Regions from separate parts of the Mus musculus genome. Here regions 1, 2 and 3 are each linked to region 4. Evidence: chromatin contacts called from public Hi-C data. All regions are on one chromosome and are shown on one strand. The core of a region is the stretch at or near the end of the contact, and the rest is flanking DNA. Distances in the headings are between cores, read along the strand shown.

What was found. A called contact is a pair of places that touch in the nucleus more often than the background predicts.
Region 1: a Hi-C map of uterus shows a contact between it and region 4, with 4 times the contacts expected there. The contact joins the promoter of Foxo1 here to the enhancer-like site in region 4. A contact is called at or near these places in 13 of 39 promoter capture datasets (the 3T3-L1 cell line, 3T3-L1-derived adipocytes, the HPC-7 cell line and 8 more), 3 of 15 datasets of contacts at CTCF or cohesin (the NIH/3T3 cell line, embryonic stem cells and large pre-B cells), 15 of 484 Hi-C or Micro-C datasets (the C2C12 cell line, cerebral cortex, embryonic fibroblasts and 6 more), 29 of 115 datasets of contacts at active chromatin or transcription factors (the 230-238 cell line, the SCID.adh cell line, T-cell acute lymphoblastic leukemia and 20 more) and 4 of 9 other capture datasets (adipose tissue, embryonic stem cells, liver and 1 more).
Region 2: a Hi-C map of uterus shows a contact between it and region 4, with 4 times the contacts expected there. The contact joins two enhancer-like sites. A contact is called at or near these places in 3 of 484 Hi-C or Micro-C datasets (bone marrow-derived macrophages and uterus).
Region 3: a Hi-C map of uterus shows a contact between it and region 4. The contact joins two enhancer-like sites. A contact is called at or near these places in 1 of 15 datasets of contacts at CTCF or cohesin (the NIH/3T3 cell line), 6 of 484 Hi-C or Micro-C datasets (embryonic fibroblasts, epidermal suprabasal cells, muscle stem cells and 2 more) and 2 of 115 datasets of contacts at active chromatin or transcription factors (T-cell acute lymphoblastic leukemia and memory CD8 T cells).

Annotation. Positions count from the first base shown.
Region 1 is chr3:52,266,985-52,269,913 of GRCm38.p6, reverse strand. Foxo1 (forkhead box O1) reads right to left here and starts at 1,577. Exons shown (of 3, transcript NM_019739.3): 1 at 492-1,577. The coding sequence starts at 1,112.
Region 2 is chr3:52,375,901-52,378,661 of GRCm38.p6, reverse strand. No RefSeq gene overlaps it. Among named protein-coding and RNA genes, the nearest start is that of Gm38537, 90 kb to the left of the region's middle. Within about 2 kb of position 1,476, at least 8 of the 459 cell types and tissues checked have an H3K27ac peak or open chromatin away from gene starts, as enhancers often do. A contact at or near this core is called in uterus, where this site is marked.
Region 3 is chr3:52,399,744-52,402,624 of GRCm38.p6, reverse strand. No RefSeq gene overlaps it. Among named protein-coding and RNA genes, the nearest start is that of Gm38537, 66 kb to the left of the region's middle. Within about 2 kb of position 1,599, at least 211 of the 459 cell types and tissues checked have an H3K27ac peak or open chromatin away from gene starts, as enhancers often do. A contact at or near this core is called in embryonic fibroblasts, muscle stem cells, myocytes and 1 more, where this site is marked.
Region 4 is chr3:52,684,381-52,687,237 of GRCm38.p6, reverse strand. Gm30235 (a long non-coding RNA gene) reads right to left here. Exons shown (of 4, transcript XR_867280.1): 3 at 1,627-1,769. Among named protein-coding and RNA genes, the nearest start is that of Gm30235, 36 kb to the right of the region's middle. Within about 2 kb of position 1,282, at least 76 of the 459 cell types and tissues checked have an H3K27ac peak or open chromatin away from gene starts, as enhancers often do. A contact at or near this core is called in the C2C12 cell line, adipose tissue, embryonic fibroblasts and 5 more, where this site is marked.

The DNA.
Region 1 (2,929 bases), core at 328-2,827, 420 kb after region 4:
GCTATCCCAAAAGCTGCGGGAGCCCCGCGCCTGCGTGCGCGCGCGTGGGGGTGGGGGATGTCTCCAGTGCGCCCCGCACCTCCGCGGTCGGGTCCCGGGGAAACCTTGGCGGCCGAGGGTCGGGAGAGTGGGTGCGCGTGTGGGTGGAGGAGTCGCCCGACCCCCTCGCAGGAGGTCTGGAGTGTCAAATGGAGAGGGACCTTGGAAGCGAACCCCTCGCTCCAACAACTAAGCTAACTTTCACGCCTGCTCTGCCATTTCACTTAAGTTCCCAAACGAGCCCTGCCCGGGTCTCTCTAGAAGTCCCTCGCCTGCACCTGGTCCAAATTTGGCTCTGGGTCTCCGGGAAGCCCCCGCCACACCTGCCATTTCTCGCCCCGCTCTCTCCGTGCGCCCATCATTTCCGGGCCCCGAACACCCACACTGCCGACCCTCCGCCGGCCCCAACACATCCCCACCCCACCCCCCAGGGCCGCCCAGAGGCCGTTCACCTTCCAGCCCGCCGAGCTGTTGCTGTCGCCCTTATCCTTGAAGTAGGGCACGCTCTTCACCATCCACTCGTAGATCTGCGACAGGGTGAGCCTCTTCTCGGCTGAGCTCTCGATGGCCTTGGTGATGAGGTCGGCGTACGACAGGTTGCCCCACGCGTTGCGGCGCGACGAGCTGGTCTTGCGCGGCTGTCCCGCGAGTGGCCCCGCGGCGGCGGCAGCGGAGGGAGGCACGGGTGGGGGCTGCGACAGCGGCCCGGTCGGTGGGGGCTGTGGCGGCGCTGGGTGCACGCAGCCCGCCTCGGGGCCCTGGAAGTCCCCGCACAGGCCCCTGCTGGCCGCAGCCGCCGCCGCCACGGCCACGCAGCCTGGCGCCCGCGCGAAGTCCTCACTCTCCTCCAGCAGGCTCAGGTTGCTCATAAAGTCGGTGCTGACAGCGGACGCCGAGGCCAGGCTCGCCGCGGCGTCGGGGTTGGCGGCCGCGCCGCCCGACGGCGCCGGACTGGAGGTGGTCGAGTTGGACTGGTTAAACTCCGGCCTGGGCAGCGGCCAGGTACAGGAGCGCTGCCGGGGCAGCGGCTCGAAGTCCGGGTCGGTCTCCACCACCTGGGGCGCTTCGGCCATGGTGCCCCCGCCCCTCCCCCACCAGCAGAGAAGTACCGGGAGACGCGGCCACCGGGGGCGCGGAGCGGGCGACCCGAGTGTCGCTCCGAGATTGGGGGGCCGCGGACGGCGGACGCACGCCGGAGTCAGGCGCGGCGGGGCGCAGCGGACGGACGCGCCCAGAACTTAACTTCGCTGGGTCACCGGTGTCTAAGGAGCCTCCGAGTTCGTGCCTAGGACGGGGCACCGACCAGGCCGCGGAGCCCGGCAGCTCGGGCACCGCGCTCCCGCTGACAAGGGCCGCGGACGCCAAGGCAGACGGGCGGACGCTGCGGGCCGCTCTAGCTCTCCGCGGCCGCGCGACAGCGGCGCTGCTGCCTGTTGAATGTGGCGGCGGCGGGGACTGAAGCGACTCCGCAGACTCCCGTCTTACGGGATCTGCAGCGGGCTCCCCGCCCGCGGCGGCGCGCGCGCCGCCCCGCCCCTGACTGACAGGCTGCGCGGCCAATGGACGCGCGAAGTCTCCGCCGAAGCAGCCAATGAACGCGGGCCTGGGCGGGCGCTGCCTTCCCTCGGGAGGCGGCAGTAGGTTGGTGGGGGGCGGTGGGGTATTTTTCTTTCTCACACACTTTTTTTTTTTTTTCCAATCTCCGTTATTATTTTCTGTAATTCTCAAGTGTTTCTGAGTCTCTGGCGTCTCAGCGATCGGATTGCTAGGAGGCAAACCGGCGTGGAGGCGGCTACCATACTTTTGTTTACTACAGAGTGCAATCGAGTACTCCAGGCAGAGCCCAGACCCTGACTCCCGGGATGGCGCGGGGCCGCTGCGCGCTCCCGGACGCGACGTGGGCGGTGGGGCGCCTCGTGGATTCCACTCAAGCCCGCTCCGCCCACGCGTCTTCGCGCAGCTCTCGGGAAGTCGGTGGGGTTTGTTTTGGAGGAATGTTTTCTTAAGCTGGCATCTGCCCTGGCCGCCCCAGGCGCGCAGATCCTTCGGTGAAGACCCGTCGCTCTGCGGCTCCGGAGTAACCGCTTCCCACCCTACCTGTGCACACCTGCAAGACGAGCCTCTGCGGCTCGGTCCAGCCCCCAGCCTCCACTCATCCTGAACCCCAGAGAGGTGCGGCGCGGGGAGAACACTGTTGCACAAGCACCTAGCTCCAGTAGCGCCTCAGATCCGACGTCTTCTATGGGAACCGCTTTTCTGCCACGGGAATCTCACTTTTTCCTGAGGACCGGTGTGGTGGCTAAAGAGTCAGAGGAGCGCTTAGAGACAACTTTGTCACTTTATTACCCCTAATTAAGTTTAACTGCTTGCTTATTTCTTTTTTATTTAGCATGGAAGCGATGAGGTGTTGAAGTCGCAAAAGGAGATAAGCCCCAAGTGTTGGGGCACAGCTCCGCCCCTCAGTTCTTTAAACTCACAGAGTGAGCTCCCAGACCCGCGTATCTAACACACGTCCGGCGGAGCCAAAGGTAGAAAGACAGTGGTTCTTTTTGCCTTACAGAATAGAAGAAAATGTTCCCTCGCTTGATCCTCTGATTTGCTTTCTTTTTTAAAAAAAAAGAAATATGGGTGGCATTTTCTTTTATTGGCTAGGATGCTTTAGAATTGAAGATGCATATTAGGGCTTTAAATATGTCCAAAAACGCAGCTCCAAATGTCTTGTTGCGGTTGTACTTCGCTCTTCTTTCTTACGTGGAGTTTTTCTATGTAAAATGAGACTCCAAAAGAAAACCAGCCTTCTTACTCCTTCCACTTTGTCTCTAACGTCTCGCTAATCCAGGCCCCTATTCCCCTATTCATAATCCCTTTTTCTGAAACGGCTGCCTACTGA
Region 2 (2,761 bases), core at 227-2,726, 310 kb after region 4:
TTAAGATGGTCCTGGTTCTCTTTTAGGACAAGGTATACTCATGGGTCACAGCACTGTAGGAAGTAAATGAAAATGAGGAACATCATAAGAAGATGCAGTAAGAGAGGCCATGGTGGAGTGGGGAGGGGAGCAAGGCAATGGAAGAAAGCAACACCTGGCACTCGGAAAACAGCAACAATTGTATCAGAAAGCATGAAAGTATCCCGAGATGGGACAAGAAACATGGTGACCCAATCCAACTAGATCATGTTGGCAGTCTCCCTTCAGGACTCATTTCCCGGATTTTCTTTAGCTGCTCAAAGTGTCCTCTTCCGTTTCCAGGAAGGATTGCTCAGGTTGTAAAAGGGACGCTGAAGACTGAGGGGGTTGGGGGGGGGGCTGAACCCTCCCACTTTAACCTTAACTAAACTTTAACGTAACCACTTTAACTAGTGTGTGTGTGACTTTGCCAGCTCACCCAAGTTCCCAATGACCCTCTCTCAGCTGTGGAGTGTTTTACCTACCGGAATAACTTGGTGTTTGCAATCTCTTCCTCTTGTCTTTTGTCCTAATTAAACATATTTCCTCTTCCAGTTGGCCAGGTCTATGTTGAGTGGTTTTTTTTTAAATTTTTTTTATTACATATTTTCCTCAATTACATTTCCAATGCTATCCCAAAAGTCCCCCATACCCTCCCCCCCACTCCCCTACCCACCCATTCCCACTTTTTGGTCCTGGCGTTCCCCTGTACTGGGGCATATAAAGTTTGTGTGTCCGATGGGCCTCTCTTTCCAGTGATGGCCAACTAGGCCATCTTTTGATACATATGCAGCTAGAGTCGAGAGCTCTGGGGGTACTGGTTAGTTCATAATGTTGTTCCACCTACAGGGTTGCAGATCTCTTTAGCTCCTTGGATACTTTCTCTAGCTCCTTCATTGGGGGCCCTGTGCTCCATCCAATAGCTGACTGTGAGCGTCCACTTATGTGTTTGCTAGGCCCCGGCCTAGTCTCACAAGAGACAGCTATGTTGAGTTTTAAGTGATCAGTTTTCTCACCAAGTACAGGGTCAAATACATATTTCTGTTTCTGTTTCTTTTTCTATCTTAAATTCCCTTTGCCTACCATGATTTTCTCTATGCCTATTTGATTCTTAGACACAAGCACAAATCAAAGGCCCAGGGAAGGAAATTCATGCTGGAAGGAAAGGAACCCTTCTATTCTGTTGGCTACAAAAACATCTGAAACGCCATCACTAAGTTGCTTGGCAACTCAGAAAAATATTGTTGTGATTAAACAAAAATTATCTGGAGTAAATTCACAATGAAACAGCTAAAAAGCATTATATCATCCTACATTGCACCATTAAGATATGAACAGCCAGGCACTTTGGGCCAGATAACCTCAAAGAAAACAGAAACATATATACAACGTAGCCAGGAGCAGGCAGGCCAGGAAATGCCTGGACAGGGATCAGAAGTTCTGGGTAATTCTTAGAGCCTTTGAGGCACTCCGTGCTATTCATCTGCAAAAAGATCAAGCAGAATTAATGAGCTCTGACATTTCATGACTCAAGAGAAGCAATAAAAAAAATTTAAAAAAATGGGGAGTAGGGGCCAGTTGTCTGAACTACAGCATCACAGGCCTAGCAGGGCTGAAACTATCCGAGCTCCTTAGTTCAGTCTCCGGGGCAGCTGGCTGGGTGGTCGAAAGCCACCAGTGCCAATGCATTCACACAGGCGTCAGAAGAGCTCAGCATCACGAAAGCTGCTCGTCCTGTTCAGTCAAAGAGTACCTACCTCCTAGACACTTCTCCAAGACTATAATAATGAGCAACTCTAGAGTCATGGAGTTCCAGAAAAACTAAAGCAACTCCTTATAGAAATTGCAAACAAGTAGATGATACTAACCGCCAAAATGGTTAAAAATTGAAGATGCTGAGTTCAGTTCTAAACAGCACAGCTGTGTGAACCCAACACAATCAAGGCTCAGGGGACACCACAGACAAGGAGGCAGAAAAAAAAATGGAAGAGCTGAGGGTTGGAGAGATGGCTCAGTGGTGGTGATGAACCCTGGCTACTCTCGCAGAGGACTCAGGTTCTGTTCGCAGCACCCAATGGCAGCTCACAGGTCGAGGTGATCTGACACAGTCTTCTGACCTCCATGGGTGCTATGCAGAGATATGAACAGACTCACATATAGGCAAAATTCCCACACCAGTAAAAATAAAAATAAATAAATCCTTTAAAAAAAGAAAGAAGCGTCTAAGAGCTGTAGGATAGGGAGGAGAGCTGTGAAAAGTCGTCTTTCAGACATAAAGTGGCAATGTCAATCATAGTCCCACGGCAGTTACAGTGATCTGCACAAGATCTATAGAAGACCAAGTCAGCAAAGCATCTGCATAGATGGAGACGATGATTTCCAGATGATCTCCATCTCTTACTAGGAGCTATTGGCAGTGGATACTTACTGGAGACAAGACTCATTCTTTTTGAGGATCGGGCCACTGGTGGATTTCCCATCATGTCCTGGGTGACTCCTCTGAGAGGCCTGACCCACCAACTGACTCAGACAGAGGCATACACCCACAGCCAAACAATAGATGGAGCTTAGGGACTCTTATGGAAGAATAGGAGGAAGGATTGCAGACCCTAAGGAGATAGGAACTTCACAGGAAGACCAATAGAATCAACTAACTTGGACTCTTGAGGCTCTCAGAGACTGAGCCAAAAACCAAAGAACATACATAGATGTTGTGTTCACAGATGTCATTTTTAGGGACCTA
Region 3 (2,881 bases), core at 350-2,849, 280 kb after region 4:
TTGGCAACCCTAGTTGGGCTATTACCTGTGATGTCTGGGATGGGCTCTGTTCACATAAGCATCAGATAATCTTCCGACCATCTATCTACCTATTAATCTGCCTATCTATCTATCTATCTATCTATCTATCTATCTATCTATCTATCTATCTGTTGTTCAAGACAGGATTCTCACTATGTAGCTCTGTTTGCCCTGGAACTCACTGTAACATGGAACAGCCAGCCTATCTATCTATCTATCTATCTATCTGTTGTTTAAGACAGGATTCTCACTATATAGCTCTGTTTGCCCTGGAACTCACTGTAACCTAGAACAGCCTCGGAACTCACAGAGACCCCTGCCTCTGTCTCCTGAGTGCTGGGATTAAAGGTGCCACACCTGTGCTTGGCTTTTTCAAAGAGCCTCACTTTTAAAGTTTTGTGAACGTCCAGAAATGAAACTTTAGAAAAACGTTTTGAGGCCAGTAAATTCCAAGGCCATCTTCGATTCTGTCTGGTCCCGAGGACTCATTTCTATGTCCTGGGATATTTATGATTTTGCATCAAACAGGATAACTAAAGTAAAACAGAAATAGAAAAAGTTTCAGTGCCCTGCCTACAGCTTCTAAAAGTTAACTATTTGGCAATGCTTCCCAGTCCTTAAACGCTATTCCCGAGGAGAGCGAACACTTCTAGCACCTCCCTCGCCCATTCTGGCGTTCTGCCCCTCCCAAGCCACCTGGCCCCAGTTCCTGACGCCCACCCAAGTGGTCCTGCCTCAAGGGTCATCCAGCTGAGCTCCCACTGTGCCTGTGAGCCTCTTCCAGGGATGTCCCCACTGAGGCGTGTGAACAAATGCCCTGTACAGACTCCCAGGCACAGGCAGAGCAAAGCAAGACAGCTTTGAGGCATCTGCCAAGGAGGGCGAAGGCCGGCTTTGAAAGCACTTCTCCGAGAGTTTGCCAACTCGTGGGACTTGGCAAGCCCAGACAACAGCGCTAAGGCAGAGAAAGCCCCTGGATCGGCCTCCCAGGAGGGCTCCACGCCCACCCCCACCCCCTTCTCTTTTCACCAGACCCAAGAGATGCAGGCCTGGTGAGGGAGCCGGTGGGCTCAGGCCTGATGAACGGAGGCTACCTCTCAGCGGCCCCATCCCCACCCCATCACGGCTGCCGCCCTCAATCGGGAAGCACGCCTCTCTCCTGCTAGCTAATGGCTGAGAAAAGGGCAGCGGTTTTCCAAGTTTGTGGGGCACGCAGGAGTGGCCAGGCAAGGACTGAGATCAGACAGAGGTGACAGAAGTATGAAAAGGAAGCAGTAAAAATCCGCCAGCCACAGGCGACGCCCTCTCTGCTCTGGGCGACAGTCAGGCCCGTGATTCAGCGCGAATAAAGAGCCCATAGGGGGAGTCTGGTTGGGAGTTGAGTGCGCCAAACTTTGTCATAACTCAGATTCTTCATCTGTGAAAGAGGCATGAAAGACTTGCGCCCTTGGGAGCCACTCGGTAAAGTCTCCTCGTTTAATCAATTCACAAATTGCAAATCTAAATCCTAAATGCCCAATCCACTGGTCTGCAGTAATGGACGAATAAGGACAGGCTGTTTGTTTTCCCTGCCCTGCTCTCCAAGGCCCCAGACTCACAGCGGGCAGGACGTTCTTCCTGTGGCTGCCAGAAAGAGTGCAGAGGGCAGTGTTATTCAAGGTCATTTGCAAGAGGCGAGGACCTACCTGCCACAAAGGGTCCTTGAGAAAATGCAAATGGCCTAGGATTTAAGGCAGGACTCCCACTGGGAAGAGCAACCCGGGGCACCTGGAAAATTTAAAAGTAGAAAAGAAAGCCTGTAGCCTGCAGAGGTAGGTCGGGGGCAGAACTGTCAGCCCTGGATTATTCTAGCCCCATCAACGCTAAAAAAAAAAAAAAAAAAAAATTGAAAATTAAGCACCAGGTCACTCTAGAGGGCAGAGTGAGGATTTAAAGTGTTTCTGGCCTATAGGGAAAGACACACCCTCCAGGTGGCAGAACTACCATACACCCTCAAGGCAGTTAAGAAGGGAACCATTCCAGTCAGGACTCCCAAGAGGGGCTGGGGGCAGAAGTCAGCTCTCTGTCGACCTGCTCTGGGCACCCTTACCTCCCCTGGGTGATTCTGAGTGCAACTGCTGGTTCGTGTCAAAATCTGACCGGAGGCCACGCACAGGTGCAGGAGCACAGGAAGGCATCCTCGGAAGGAAGCCGCCTTGCCTGATTTAGCTAGATTTTTGTTTTTCCTTTGTGGCTTTGAAGTGGCAGTTTCTAGGGAAACCTCGACACCCTCTGAAGGGGTAGGGGGGGTGGTGCGTTGGAAGGTGGGGGGGGGGGGGCGACTAAGGACTGCAGGACATCTCCGAACTGAGGCCACAAGGCTATCAGATAAGCCCAGGCCTGGGGCAAGTTAAGAGCCAATCTGTTGACACTGGAGATGAGAGCAGCACTCCTGTCCTCTGATCTGGCAGCCAGCAGAGTGGCCAGACCAACACACGCCTGACTGATGCCTGAAGATGCCGAGGAAGGGCTGAGGGGACAGAAGACCAAGCAACTGACTTCTCTTAGGAGGCTTCCCAGAGGGCTTCCTGGAAGAGGTGGCTCTTGTGTTTGTTACTGAATGAAGGGTCGGATTTCCATAGCTAGGGAAGGCAGGTAGAGGGGAAAACAGAAGCCCAAACCGACAGTAATAAGAACAAACCCATGGCTAGATTATAGGGTGAGAGGCTTGGGGGAGGGGGGGGGCGAGCATCCCAGCCAGTTTCAAGATGTTGAAAATGAGGACGAGGACAATTCTGAGGGAGAGAAGAGCATTCCTAATTCTGTCTGTACGTTAACTCAGGCCACACTGCAGAGACAGGCAGTGTTTGGAATCCTCTAG
Region 4 (2,857 bases), core at 33-2,532:
TCTTCCTGATGGGACTGCATATCACTTATCCCAGGGCCTTTAATTAGAGTTCATGTTATATGGGTATCAAGCAATGCTTTCGGTGTTAATTAATGATGCTATGAAGTCCTAATGCCCACCTAAGCACAAATGAACTTGAGCTAAGGAAAACTTTGTGCATATTAATTGAGAGAGCCATGTTCTGTAAAAACTTTATAGAGAAGCCATTTTCTGTGGTGAAATATAATTTCATGGCCTTTTCTGGGCTTCTAAGTAGCACCTGCAAGATGATGCTCTCATTCCAATCCACAAAGGCAGGGGAACCCAGACAGATTATTTATTTTTCTCCTTTAAAAAATATCACCATCATCATCATCACCACCACCATCATCATCATCATTCCGAGTCTGTGTGTGGGCCTGAGTTTATGTGTAACACATGTCCGCAGGAGTTTGGGCAGGACAGATGAACTGGGTTACAGGCAGCTGTGAACTCCAGATGAGTGCTGGCTACAGAATCAGGGTCCTCGGCAAGAACAGCAAGCACCCCTCACCACTGAGCCCTCCTCAGCCTGCAGAGAGCTCATTTTAGGCTGAAATGCCCACTGTGACACAGGCACGTTATTGGCCATTTTTGCTGACCATGCAGCTCTTGGGGCCGCATAAGACTTGAGTTCTGTATAGGTTTTCCTGAGAGCCATAGAAAAAGCATTAAGGAGTAACGCCATAAAAATAAGTCCTTGCCCATCTTACTGACAGATAGGAGGAAACCCCATGGCTGCTCAGGGTGACGGCATCTCGGCATCTGGGAACAGGCAGTTTGAACAGTTGTGAACCAGACCCTGGTGTTCAGAATGGTCAGCTTGCCTAGGAACTCTGGCTGGGAAGGGAGGAACCCATGTTCCCAGAAGGGCAGAGCCACCACAGCCCAACAACCCCAGCAGCTCGCTCCCAATTATCCACCCCAGTCTAACTTCAGAAAAATTTATTCAGCAAATTGCAGAACTTTTTGGCACTAGACTCAGAAAAAAAAATTCCAACAGTGAACTCAGATCCAAGAAAACCTGTCATCTCTTAGTCGTCTCTTCTTGCAGGAAGGAGGAAAAAAATGATCCAGACATTTTCCAAGAGAAAATAAACTCTCAAGGCTTAGGCAGGGGCTTGCAAGTTTGGATAAAAATTCTCAACTCAAAAAGGTGGTTGTCGAGTTGACAACGTGCCTCCCTCCCACACCCGTACTAAATCACCACTCCAGGGTGTGACTCAGGGAGTGTGGAAGCTCTGGGCTCATCTCGTAAACACAGAGTTTCCATGCCCATGTTCTAGATTCCTTGCTAGCTAGCCCAGTGCAACTCCGGGTCAGGGCAAATAAGGTAAGGAGACCATTCAAGTTCAACTTCAAAAGCCATTCTTCTCTGGGCTAAAGTGCAGGAGAGGCCAAAAGAACTGTTTTCCCTATTGTCTGGCACTGAGCTGCTGACAAGGAAGAAATATGAAGACTTGGCGGAAAATCAAACTCTAACAATAAGCGAGCTACACAAGGAGAGCCTTCAGTGTGGCTGTCCTGCAGGCACTCCTCCTGCTACTTTGTGAGGTCTAAGAAAGCTGTGGGAACTTTGTCCTTGTCCCTCCCCATGCCATCCTCTACCTGAGTGTTCCTCAGCAGTCCTTTGCTTTATGCCCGGTAAGCCAAGGGGCAGAGATCCCTCAGAGCTGGCAGTCCATGGAGCAGAGTCAGTGAGTGGCAGGTGTCTTCCTGCTCTGAGATGAGTCAGTCCACTGCTAATCCACCTGTTGGGGGAATTATCACTGAGACACAGTATTGAGCATGATAATCAAGATTGAGTGAAGCCGGGCGTGGTGGCACATGCCTTTAATTCCAGCACTTGAGAGGCAGAGGCAGGTGAATTTCTGAGTTCGAGGCCAGCCTGGTCTACAGAGTGAGTTCCAGGACAGCCAGGGCTACACAGAGAAGCCATGTCTCAACTCCCCCCCCCCCCAAAATGACTGAGTGAAGCTCTGTGAGTCCTTAGGTGGGAATGTCTATACCCTGTCATCTTCCACACTGTCCCATGCTCGTGCATACACACACGAACACACACACACACACACTTTTCTCTCAATGCCAGAGTTGTCATGCTTTTATTATAACATAGTCACCCATTCATCAGATATTACACCCCTCCTACTATACTTCTCCATATTTTCCCATCTCCATCTTCCATTAGTACCCCCTAATTATGCAATCTATTTTCGTTAGGGTTCACTATTATTGCCCATGCTATCCAGGTCATCTCATAAAATCATTTTCGCCTAAGTACCAAGCCTTTCAAGGAGAAATAGGTTAATGCAAGAAGTGAGTTAAAGCTGACAGTCCAGGGAGTGGAGTTTTGATGGGGCTGGAGTAAGCAGGACTAGTTAATTCGCAACAGATGAACTAAAGTTCATTTGAGTGAAGGAAGTGGCCCATTCATTGGCTTCTGAGATGGGGGAGGGCAGACAGCTAGAGAGGAGCCCTGTAGGTCCATTTTCTATTGTGAGCCAGACCAAAAATCCAGGTGACAGAAGGTTGATTCTTTCTGTGGCCTTCAAGGGAGAATCTGGTGTTTGGTTTGTGGACAGATTTCTGCCTTACACTTACAGGACTGGGGTTCCTGTACTCTTGCTGGCTTTCATGTGTAGGCCAGTCCTAATTCCTAAAGGCACCAATATTCTTCCTCCTCCTAACCCATCTGTGATGGGCCAAGACTGTAACATGGTTCAAAGCACTCCTTTACTGTCTCTCTATTTCCCTGAACTTTCTGCTTTGCCGTCATACTGTTTCCAGGTCCTGTGTGCCTATGCCGAGCTCCAAGAACCTTTTCTGAAAATCCCCATCC